2 separate regions of the Rattus norvegicus genome follow, and region 2 is linked to region 1. Evidence: chromatin contacts called from public Hi-C data. All regions are on one chromosome and are shown on one strand. The core of a region is the stretch at or near the end of the contact, and the rest is flanking DNA. Distances in the headings are between cores, read along the strand shown. Region 1 holds the start of Nudt4 (nudix hydrolase 4). Region 2 has its middle 110 kb from the start of Nudt4.

What was found. Hi-C and Micro-C count contacts between places; a contact is called where the count stands out from the background.
Region 2: a Hi-C map of liver shows a contact between it and region 1, with 2.4 times the contacts expected there. The contact joins the enhancer-like site here to the promoter of Nudt4 in region 1. A contact is called at or near these places in 3 of 12 Hi-C or Micro-C datasets (hepatocytes and liver).

The regions. Positions count from the first base shown.
Region 1 is chr7:32,087,321-32,092,839 of GRCr8, forward strand. It overlaps Nudt4 (nudix hydrolase 4), which reads right to left and starts at 4,171. Exons shown (of 5, transcript NM_053598.3): 1 at 3,678-4,171. The coding sequence starts at 3,773.
Region 2 is chr7:32,194,773-32,200,479 of GRCr8, forward strand. No RefSeq gene overlaps it. Among named protein-coding and RNA genes, the nearest start is that of Nudt4, 110 kb to the left of the region's middle. Within about 2 kb of position 1,484, at least 4 of the 93 cell types and tissues checked have an H3K27ac peak or open chromatin away from gene starts, as enhancers often do. A contact at or near this core is called in hepatocytes and liver, where this site is marked.

The DNA of each region.
Region 1 (5,519 bases), core at 2,921-5,420:
CAAAGAAAGGCAAGTAGACATTCAGTCTTCAAGGTAAGTTTGGCTAACTCCAAAGGAAAGAACAGCCCACCGGGCTGTAGAATTATCCTGAAATCACCCTAGGACAAACACCCCAGAAGCAGCTCCCTGGTTTGCTGGCCTAAGGTCCTCTTTCAGGTCTGGGGGAGCCAGTCACAGATACAATGTTTCTAAAAAGTGTACCTGGGGGAGGGGCACTGCTCAGCGCTAAGAGTGCTTGCTTGCCTACCACACAGAAGTTGACTTCCATTGTCCAGCCACCAAGGAGCACATAGGAAAGAAATGTTGACGAAGTAGTCTCCATTGAACAGCCTACCTTTTCAGTGACTCAAATCTCTTGGTCAAATATGCCAATACCTGTGGACTGGGAGACTGCCAGGGGGTAAATGACAACTGACCCTACCAGTGAAGACCAGCAGGGGCGGTTTTATTGCACTAGGATTCTGGATTAGGACTGACACCTCTTCCTCCGCCCTGGTCTTAGTTTTACATCTCGAGGGGCCTTCATTTCACCATGCCTTACTTTTACTGTTTGATTTTGCTGGACTTGGATTCTCCTAAGACATCAATCTCTACAGCAGACTAGCTGGGAGGGAGGCCCCACAATTAGAGCCACTGGCCCAGACAGGACTGGTGTCCTTGCAGACTGATTTGCCTATGCCTTCCCCTTGCCTGGATTCAACACAGGATGGAGTTGCTTCTATGTCCCATTTTGCTCTCAAATCCCCCTCAAAAATCTAAAATTGAAATGTACTTCCTGTCTTGCCTGGTGTTACATATGAGGTGCTGTTTTCTGCTGGAGGCTTTGTGTGTGGTAGGTAGGCAAGCATTTCCACCACTGAGCTACATTCTCTACCCAAGGTTCTTAGTTGCCCTTGCTGACCAGAGCCCCAAGTCATCCTCCTCTATTTGGGATGCTCCAATTCCATCAGACACACAGTGGGCTCCAGAACCAAGGCACACAAAAGAAAGCACTCTGGGCCTCTGTTATTTCCTCCTGTTTCATCTTCCCGTCCGCTACAGTATATGTTCCTTACCAGCTCGAACTATCCACTACTCAAATACATATGCAAACATATTCAATGGAATCGCCATGCCAACATCATCTGTCCCCATGGAAGGAGTGTACCAGCTACTCTCCAGACACCTCGGGTTTGTCTGGAAGCTGAAGGCACAACTAGAGATACACTGAAGACTTAGAAACAAAAGACTTCATGCAAACAAGTCCTGCTTGCTCTGTGACCTTGGGACAAGTTACTTCTGCACCCCAATTCACATGCCCTGTCACTCTGTAGACCAGGCCGGCCTTGAACCCAGACCCCCTCTTGCCTCCCACAAGCTGGCATTTAAGGCGTGCACAATTATGAACCGCTACTATTAGAAAAGCCCGTTCTAGGTGGGCATCAAGGCTCTCGCCTATAATCCCAGCACGCAGGTGAGCCAATGGGAGCTCTCTGTAGCCTTTTAGGATCAGACAGTAATTAACTCTTTATTTGAAGTTACTCTCGTCCTTGAAGCATACATTTAAATGTTCTAACCAGGACCTAAACTCCTTAAGCCAACAGATAAGCACTGTTTACCCATTAGCTGGAGAGGTGGGACAAGCGGCTCGTGTCTATCCTTGGAAGGCTAGTAGTTTAATCTCATCGGGAAGGACATCTGTAGCTTTCCTAGACATCTTACTGTTTTGCTAAGTTTATCCGTAATTAGCACAGAATAAAGAGCCTCAGCTGTACGAAACCACAGAAGTAAAATTTCTCAAGAGCCAAACCAGATGCTGAAAGTTGGCTGTGCGCTCAAGAGAATTCCAGAGTCTTCCCTCTGAGCATATCCCCTAACAAGTTGATTCACTGGGCTCCCCAGCCTACAGGCTCCAAGAGCCAGAGCTTTATATAATGATTTCTCTAACACTCCCAGTCTTGCTCATCTCACTGTATTTAAAAGTACTAGTCTCACTTTGAAAGCAGGCTGTAGCAATTATCTTACAGCAACTTCCTGGAGGGCAGGAGAGAGGGAGAGAGCCCAGGATTTAACCTAGGGCTTCAATGATCACAGGAAGCTCTACCAAAGCCACCTCCTTTAGCACCACTCCCAGCAGAAACAATTTCCAAGCACACACAAACCTACCTACCTTCTTAAGGCCATCTAGGAAGCTCTCATCAAGACTGCTTTTGATTTCTCCTATCTCCATAGCTTCCCCTAGGGACACAGAGATACAGCCCCCCCCCACCGCACCCCCAAATACCCACACACACTAAAAACGGGGCCTGAATTTCCAACTGTATGTTATGGCACAATTCCAAAGGTAACTTACAAAGGCCTTTAAATTTAGCCTCACAAAATACAGGGCATCTGACTGCTGAGCAGAGCCCCTTTACCAAGAGGCCAGCTTTCTGTAGTAGGAACTAGATCCCTACAAGGACGGCTTCCTAATTCTATCATCCTGGACAAAAGTACTTCTGCTCAAAGCTGTCGTCTCACCTAGAAAACAGGGCTGACCAGTACTACCCCAAGTGCTAAAAGGATTAAATATAACCCTCCCCTGGCTGCACCTAACTCATTGTAAACGCTCAACGATGTAAAAATCCGACAGAGCGGTGAACAGGTCAGACAGGATCCTTGGTCACTATTCGCTACTACGCGCTTTTATGTTTAGTTTGTCTGGCCCTAGAACGGTGCCTCCTTCAAAGAGTCCCCCGACCCCTCCCTCGAGAGACTGAATTTAAGGCTTACTGGCTTTTCTCCCTTTGTGCACTTTTAAAAAAGCCCTTATATTTCGTTCTCTTCTAAGTAGAACCGCTTCAAAGACCTTTCTTTCTCTGGAAGTTCCTTCAGGATTCGGGTTTAACACTTAAAAGGTTTCAAAACAACCTGAACTGTTTGTTTCTTAAAAAAAAAATAAATATAATGCAAGAGCGGTTTAAAGATCATAACTTTCTAGCACGCGGTTTTTTTTGTTAACAACCACTGAGTGTATGCTGTCATAGCTAACTACTGGGCCTTGCAATAAGGAAGCCATTAAATTCCCATCTCCGGCTTTACATCTTGTGCTCTTCTGGGCACGGGTATAGAAGCAGAACTCAGAACGACAACTTTTTCCTCTATCAGTTCATTTTAGGTGTGGCAGCGCTACAAGATTTCCCCCAGCTACCAAGTGACTTAACTATCCAGAGCAAGATTAAAAAAAAAATCAATCATTTAAAAACCGAATATAACTGAAATTAAACATAATAGGCCCTCCCAGAGAATACTCCAAAGGCCCCTATCAAACCAATGCGGTGGGGAGGGTAAAATTACACGCCGCTCCTTCCCAGATGTCAAGTCACACCGCAGAACAGTCTTGAGAAACCAGAAGAGCGAGAGATCGCCGGGCCGAAAAGAGCGACTTTGCCCCGGTTTCTGGCCTATCTTGTCCTTTTTGGCCTCATTCCATCTCTCGCTGGCCATCTTTCGGTCGTCAGAGAAACTTTAAAAGCGGAGGCCGCTTTGCCAAAAAAGAGGTATCTAACGTAATTAAACCAACAGCCTGCGATCTAATGGGCGAGCCCAGCGACCGGTCTCCAGCTCCGGGCGTGAGGGTTGCCGGTGACCCGCAGACCGGGGGGATGCAGGGGGCTGCGGGATGGAGCCCGGCCGCCAGCCTTTGTCCCCGCGCTTACCTCGTCCTCCTGCTCGCTGCGGAAGCACAGGCAGGCCGCCCGCTTCTTGAAGCCCTCGCGGTCGTATGTCCGCGTCTGGTTGGGCTTGAACTTCATCCTAGAGCCGGGCTCCTGCAGCCGCTGCTCCGGCCGCCACCGTGGGGACCCGGCCGCCGCCACCCCGCCGGGGAGTCGGACCGAACGAAGTCGCGGTGCTCCGGAGCCGGTGGGACGGGAGGCGGCGGCGGCGCGGACACGGACGGCGAGGCCGGGCGGCCGCCGGGACGCGGGGCGGAACGCGGGTCACTGCAGTCCGGGCGCAGCGGTGGTAGCGCCGCCTCTGCTCGGGCGCCCGCCGCTCTCCATGGAGCCCGCAGCCGCTTGCAGCCACTCTTTGCTTGCACCCGCCGCCGCCGCCGCCACCGCCGCCGCCGGGGGAAGAGCGCGGCTCGTGGCTCGTGCCACGCGGAGACAGTTGGAAGCGGCGGCGCAAACCGGGCAGAGACGCCAAGGATGCGCGCCGCCCCCTTCGCCCGCATTTAAGCTGGGCTCCCGCGCGCGCGCGTGCGCGCGCTCTTTTGCGCGCGCCATTACGCCTGCGTGCCAGGACCGTTGCCGGGAGGGGGTGGGGTGGGGAGCTAGGGGTGCGGCTTCGGCCTGCTCGGGGGCGGGGCTTGAGACCTAAGTCTAGGGCTCTACCAGCTCTGCCCTGCCCTCCGGCCAGTGCTCGAGCCGAGTCGCCTTGGAGGGGGTTGGGGCGTGCTTTGTACAAGGCCACAGAAGGGAAGCGATCCGAGACTTCCTGGCCCTCCGTTTTAGTTGTTCGATAGAGTTCCCTTTAGGGACGGGCCCCCAGTATGGGGCCTGGAGCCAGGGTTCCCGGAGCCATTGCATGACTACGGAAGCTTCGCGGTTAGCGCCGCTAGCGAAGGCTAGGATGGTTAAGTTCATTGAGTTCTCTCTCTCCTCTCCCCTTCCTTCTCCTCTTCCCCTATTCCCTCCTTCGATGAGGGTGCCTTTATGTGCTCTTCAAGAGTCAGCTCAAGGGTTGGGGATTTAGCTCAGCGGTAGAGCGCTTGCCTAGCGAGCTCAAGGCCCTGGGTTCGGTCCCCAGCTCCGAAAAAAAAGAAAAAAAAAAAAAAAAGTCAGCTCAAGCTTTGAAATGTACTATAGACAATTGTCTGTGTTTGTAGCATCCCCCCCTCCCCATCTCGGTTCACCCTCCAGAGTGCATTCAGGCACACGGGTTATGGCTGTTATTCTGTGTATATCTCATTCTAAGTAAGGCCACAGCAGTAAATCAATGGTATTTTTGTTGTCTGGAAGCTTACAGTCTTAGGCACTTGGAACAACTCCCCATGTTTCAGTGCCATTGAGGGCCAAGATAGAAGGTAGGAGACCTGACATCACTGGAATTCAAGAAAACTCCTAATCCAAATCAGGTGTGGAATCCCAGGTATGTAACTCCAGCACTTGAGAGGCAAAACCAGAAGGATTAGGAATTCAAGGTCATTCCCCAATGTATTTGGAATTGGTGAGACTACACAGGTCTACATGAGACCCTATTTCAAAACCCCAACTCCTAACCAACCCACTGGAGCTCCGCTTCCCACAAAACTGTTTAGACAGCCACATCCGTTTGTTTTTCATTCCTGGAAGGCCTCCGATGTGCCAGGCATCTTACAAAACCGGTCAGACCCTGCCCTCAGAATAAGAACCTAAGAACAGAGAAATAGTGACCAATCACAGGATGACCCATTAAACTGATGTGGGAGTAGTGGGTTCCAGAGATCTTTGACCAGAGGAGAAAGAAGTAAGCTTCGTAGGAAGCTAAGGCAGCAAGGGGAGGAGCCGAGAAGACAA
Region 2 (5,707 bases), core at 234-2,733, 100 kb after region 1:
GCTTGGCATTTTTCAAAGCTATGCTGACAATCCCCATGGAAAGACACTGTTACATGAGGCTGACAGTGTGTAGCCTGATGTGGTGCGGATCTAAGTCCTTTGGTCATGACTTGGGAGAGCTGACCTCAGCTCATTGGTCCTCATGGATAAGATGGAGAGAAGAGGCCCAACTGCTCCCCGATGGCTATGTTGGTTCTTAGCACAGCATCTGGCTTGAGGGTTATACCACAGGCTTCATTTTCAGGGGAGTGGACCATCCTCTGTCCTCCACATTCGCACACAGTCCCATGTACTTAGAGCAGACGCTAACATCGGACTTCAGAGTCCCGGATGAATTCTTAGAACACCTACGTGTCTGTGTCTTAGCCACTTAAGCTTTCCAGACTAGACAGTGCTAAGCGAGCTCAAGATTTATCGGTGGGACAAGTTCATTCTGTTGTTCTTCTGCCCCTCCCTGTCCCCATCTTGTCTGTTTGCTAAGCTAAAAGAATCACGGGGAAAAGCTAGAAAGGAAACTTTGGGGGATATGTGCATATGTGTGCTTCAGTCTAGATTGACCCTGTGTGATTTTTTTTTCCCTGCCCACAAGGCTCCTCCCTCTACTCTCTCTACCCTGCACACATCCAGGCCCCACACAGGGTGGATAGAACTGGCTTGTCTTGGGTTTCTGCCGGTTTCATGGCTTTGATGCTGGCTCAGCTCTGAGGTAGCTGGGAAAGACAAACTATTATTTGTTACTTGGGAGGGGAAAAGGAAAGAAACCCCAGTCTTTTATCTCTGTGTCCTCTAAGTTGCCAGTCTCATGGCGGAGAGAGGGAACAAGTAGGTTTTATATTACTGTCATGGGAACATCAGAGAGCTCAGAGCCCTGGGAGTGCATGCAGGGGCCAGGGAGAAAAGAGGCCAGGCTCTCTCAGGCTTTCTCAGGGAATGGGGTGCTTTCAGGGAGCTGGGCTGCTGACACTGCTGCTGGTGATGGTGGCTGGCGGTTAGGCAGGAATGAGAGGAGCTGGGAACTTTAGTGAGCGGATCCCAAAGGGAGCCTCCAGCCAAGTGGGTAACCCATCCATAGCAAGGGGAACAAGCTGCTCTCTGCCTTATTTTCTTTAAAACCTTAACTTTTTAAAAGAAAATTTTACGCGCATGGATGTTTTGCCTGTGTCATTGGCAGGCAGGTACCATGGCCGCAGAGGTCAGAAGAAGGTGTCAGATCTCCCGGGACTGAAATTACAGTTCTAAGCTGACACGTTGGTGCCATGGCAGTGCTCAGAAGCAAACCTGGGTCTTCTGCAAGAACAGCGGGCTCTCTTCGAGGCTGAGCCATTTCTCCAGCCCTCTCCCCTTTCAAAGTATGACTGCTTACTGAGGAAGCAGGTCAATGGGTGTCATGGTTTAAAGATGTAATCCCAGCACTCGGTGGCCAGTGCAGGGAGAGGGCAAGGTTCAGGTCAGCCTGGGCTATGTTAGTGCAGCCCTGTTTTATCTCTTTGGCCCTCTGTTGTGCAACAACCCTCACATACACACAAAATCCTCTACCACATCGAAACACCACACTAAACCAACCAAGTCACCACCACCACCACCACCACCAAAAAGTAGACTATTCTTTTTCTTCTCCTCACTTGCTTATAGTCATGTGGACTTAGAACAGACACGAAGATATTTTTTATCATGTAAAATTGAAACGCTGTACTTTTGAAAGTAATTTTGGGTCAGGGTCTTACTGTGTAACCCAGGCTGCCTTAGATCGCATAAGTCTCCTGTTTCCTAAGGAGCCAACGTGTAAGGCATCTACCACGCGGATGAGCTTCATCTTGTCTTTTGACACGCAAATATTTAAAATATAAGATGGATGTGAAAGTTCTCATCTCTAGCCTTTAGAGAACTGAAACAGGACAATTGTCACAGATTCGAGGCCAATCTGGGCTTCCTAGTGAGTTTTAGTGGGACTTGGGCTAAAGCGTAGACCCCGTCAAAAACAACAATTTTATGAAGTCTAAAATGCACACACACACACACACACACACACACACACACACACACCCTTACACTTCTCAGCTTCTGCTGTTGTCTTTAAGAAACAATTCTACCCAAATATCATAGTTCATATCTGTAATTATAGCCATTTAAGAGGCTGAGGCAAGATAAGTACCACAAATCTGAGGCTAGCCTGGGCCACATAGTAAGTTCTGTCTCAAAACAACAACAACAACAACAACAACAACAACAACAAAAGCAGCAGCAGCAGCAGCAGCAACCACAACCACAACAGAACAAAACAAAAATCAAACCAACCAACTAAAACAAACAAAACCACAACAAAATAAAAAATAAATAAAATAAAAAGCAGAAAGAAAGAAAAAAAATGAAAACTTTGCCAAATCTGATGGCCTATGTTTAGGTGGGCCTGATGATGTGATTTTGGTAATTTTGAGTGTGTGTGTGTGTGTGTGTGTGTGTGTGTGTGTGTTTAAATACTTTATTAGGTTAAAAGATTCAACTTCATTGTTTGGTATCCTGGTGCTTCAGCAGTGGGAAAGAATTTCCCAGCTGAGTGATCTTGGCACCTATGTCAAAGACCTTTTGATGGGGCTGGAACAGAGCTCAGCAGGAGAGTGTTTGCCTAGTGTTTCACGTGAACTTTAGGATGATTGTTTTCAATTTCTAAAAGGAAATTGAGATTTTGACAGGGATTTGACTCCATCTGACGGTCTCTTTGGATGGTATCTCAGCAATCATAAGTCTCCAGTCCAAGACTCTAAGCTAGATTTCACTCTCTGTTTCACCAATCCCTGTTCTTTATTATTTTATTTTTCCACAATTTATAAAAGTTAGTTGCTAGTTTTATGCCACTTCCCCCTCTCCTTTTTGAGACAGGGCTTCTCAGTGTAGTCCTGGCTGCCCTGGAACTCGATCTGCAGACCAGGCTAGCCTTGAACTCACTGGAGATCTGCCTGCTTCTGCCTCCCAAGTACTGGGATTAAAGGCGTGTGCCATCGTCTGGTACCTTTCTCTGTTTAACTAAAACACAGCTATAGGCATCCCTCTCAGCCCCACACTTCACGCTGTCTCTGTTTTCTTTTTTCTCTAAGCTTACTCTGATCTCACTGTGATTTACTTGACCCACTGACTGTTGAAAGGTCTATTGTTTAGTTTCATATGTATGTATATATAGAACTTAAGCTACTGATTTCTAATTTCATCCCATCCCAGTCAAAGAAGATGCTTTGTACGAAGTGTATCATTTAAAATCTACTCAGGACCCAGGGAGGTAAAAGTTGACAAATACCTGTTCCACACACAAGCAGGAGGGCCTGAGTTTGGATCCCCAGTGCCCCTCTTCAACCTTAGCGTTCACAGTGGGGGAGGGACAGACACAGTTGAACTCTCAGAGATCATTGACCATCCAGCCTAGCCAACTGGTCAGCACTGTGCTCAGTGAAAGTCCCTGTCTCAAAATATAAGGTGGAGATCAATAAAGGATACCTGTGGTTGACTTTCATGTGCACGTACGTACATGGTCATGAACATGCACACATATATACCCACTCCCTACCACACACACACAGATACACACAGACACACACAGACACACACACAGACACACGCACATGAGAATTTGTGATCTAATATACTGTCTACTCTAACAGAGTAGTCTGGAAAATGTTTCTTGTGCACCTGGGATAACTGTTTTCTACCTGTGTTACGTATATCATATTGTATAATACTACTGTATAATATTATATTATACTGAAAGACCCCAGCTTAGCAGCAGTAACGCCATTTTACAAGGCTGTACTTAAGATGACTGGTTCAGGGAAAGGTTAGAACACTGAGTACACAGCGGCTGCCAAACAAGATGTGTTTGGTTGAAGGCCTGGCAACAGGAGGACTGCCGTTGAGCACCTGACAATGAGAAAAGCCCCGGGAGAGGTCCCACACCCTGGTGGGGGGGCCGAGTCAGCCGTTATGTTCCAAGAAGGTAGCTAAGAAACTTGCCCCCGGGCTGAACCCTTGGGGGGCCGAGTCAGTCCTTATGTTTCAGGAAGGTAGCTAGGAAACTTGCCCCCGGGCTAAACCCTTGCCATATTAGAATCCACCAATTATATCCCTGTAACCATGCATCTGCTTCTGTATGCTTGCTTCTGCTCCCCAAAATCCTATAAAAGCCCATCCTTGGTTCCGTGGGGCGCGCCAGTCCCCCGAGTGACTGAAGCGCCTGCAGGTGCCTGTGCCTGTGTATCCCGACAATAAACCAAATCCTCTTGCTGATTGCATCCTGTGGTGTCTCAGTCTGGTCTTTGGAGTTAGAGGGTCTCCATCCCGAGGGAAAGTTCTCCCTGAGAGCTTTTCAATACATATATTATACTGCATGATATTTCACCTTCTTTACTTATTTTCTATGTGATGGCTCTGTCACGCAGATGGACTAGAACCCTGAGGTCTCCAGCTATTGTTGCATAGTTGTTTTTTTCCTTCAATTATGATAACAAACATTCTGTAATTGTCACAAAACCCCCAGGACTCGTGACTTGCAAGGACAGAAGGCTTACTTTGGCTGATGGTTGTGGTCTATGATTGGTTCGCCTTTGGCCTGTGATGGCACCGCATCATGGTATAAGCCCATAGTAGAGGAAGCAGCTCAGTGCTAGGAAGTGAATGAGAAAGGAGACAGTGTCCCCCGTGTCCCCGTCAACAGGGCACTTCCATGTCCTGACATCTCTCCACATTGGGACTCTTCCTCTGTGCATGTCTGACTCTGCTTCCCACACTTCGTCTTTCTCTAAGGATTATTCAGATCCAAGGCCTTTCCCAGTGACGCAACTCATTCTTCTGCAAAGACCGTAATTTCTAAATAAGCCCTCACAGGCGCTAGGGCGTGCCTTCAACGTATCTCTTCAGGCTGGTGGACACAGTCGAATTCATAATAAGTAGTTCCAAGGAAAAATGACAGAAATACAGTTTTACATAAAGGAGTACAGAGATCGCTCCCCAGTGGTGGATACCATCCCACAGGGAGAAGGACGGTAAAGGAGAACCAATGAACTCTGTCTCAGAAGCCCAAGGTACCTGTCTGCTAGTTACAAAGTAGCGAAAGAGTAACCGCTAGGGTTAGAGTCTCATCACCAGAAGGGCTGCTGGTTAGGTCCCTGAAACATAAGGTTTTGCTATTCTTCTCTTAATCTGTTCATTTTTATCACTTGGGACAAATGGTCCTAAAATCTCTTTCTTGGGAATCTTGTTCCCACTTCCATTTCCCCGCCCTGCTTCCGCTGTCACTGGGTAAGGGGTTGGCTGTGTCCTCCTCAGAGCCAGTGTGTGACTACTGACGATGGCAGGAGCCTCAGGAGAGAGGGAGCCCACCTTGGTGGCTCTCTGCTCCTTCTTCCTGTGATCTTCCTGGGGAGGCAGAAGCCAAGTCCGTGAAACAAAGGAGTGTGGCTATCACCGTTTGATGAACTGTTACAGATACAGGGGCTGTGACATCCAGGATGCCATAGACACTCCCGTCCCCACACTTTACATTTACTCTTCACCGCTCTGGGAATCGAACACAAGACTCTCACATGATGGGCGAGCGCTCTACTTCCGAGGTGTGGCTACTCAGTCTCCATTTCTCAGGCCCCAGCTAATCAAAGAAAGGCATGGGGCTCAATGCTACACTGGTTTTAGCTTCATTTTCTGCACCCATTTAAATGTTCTCATA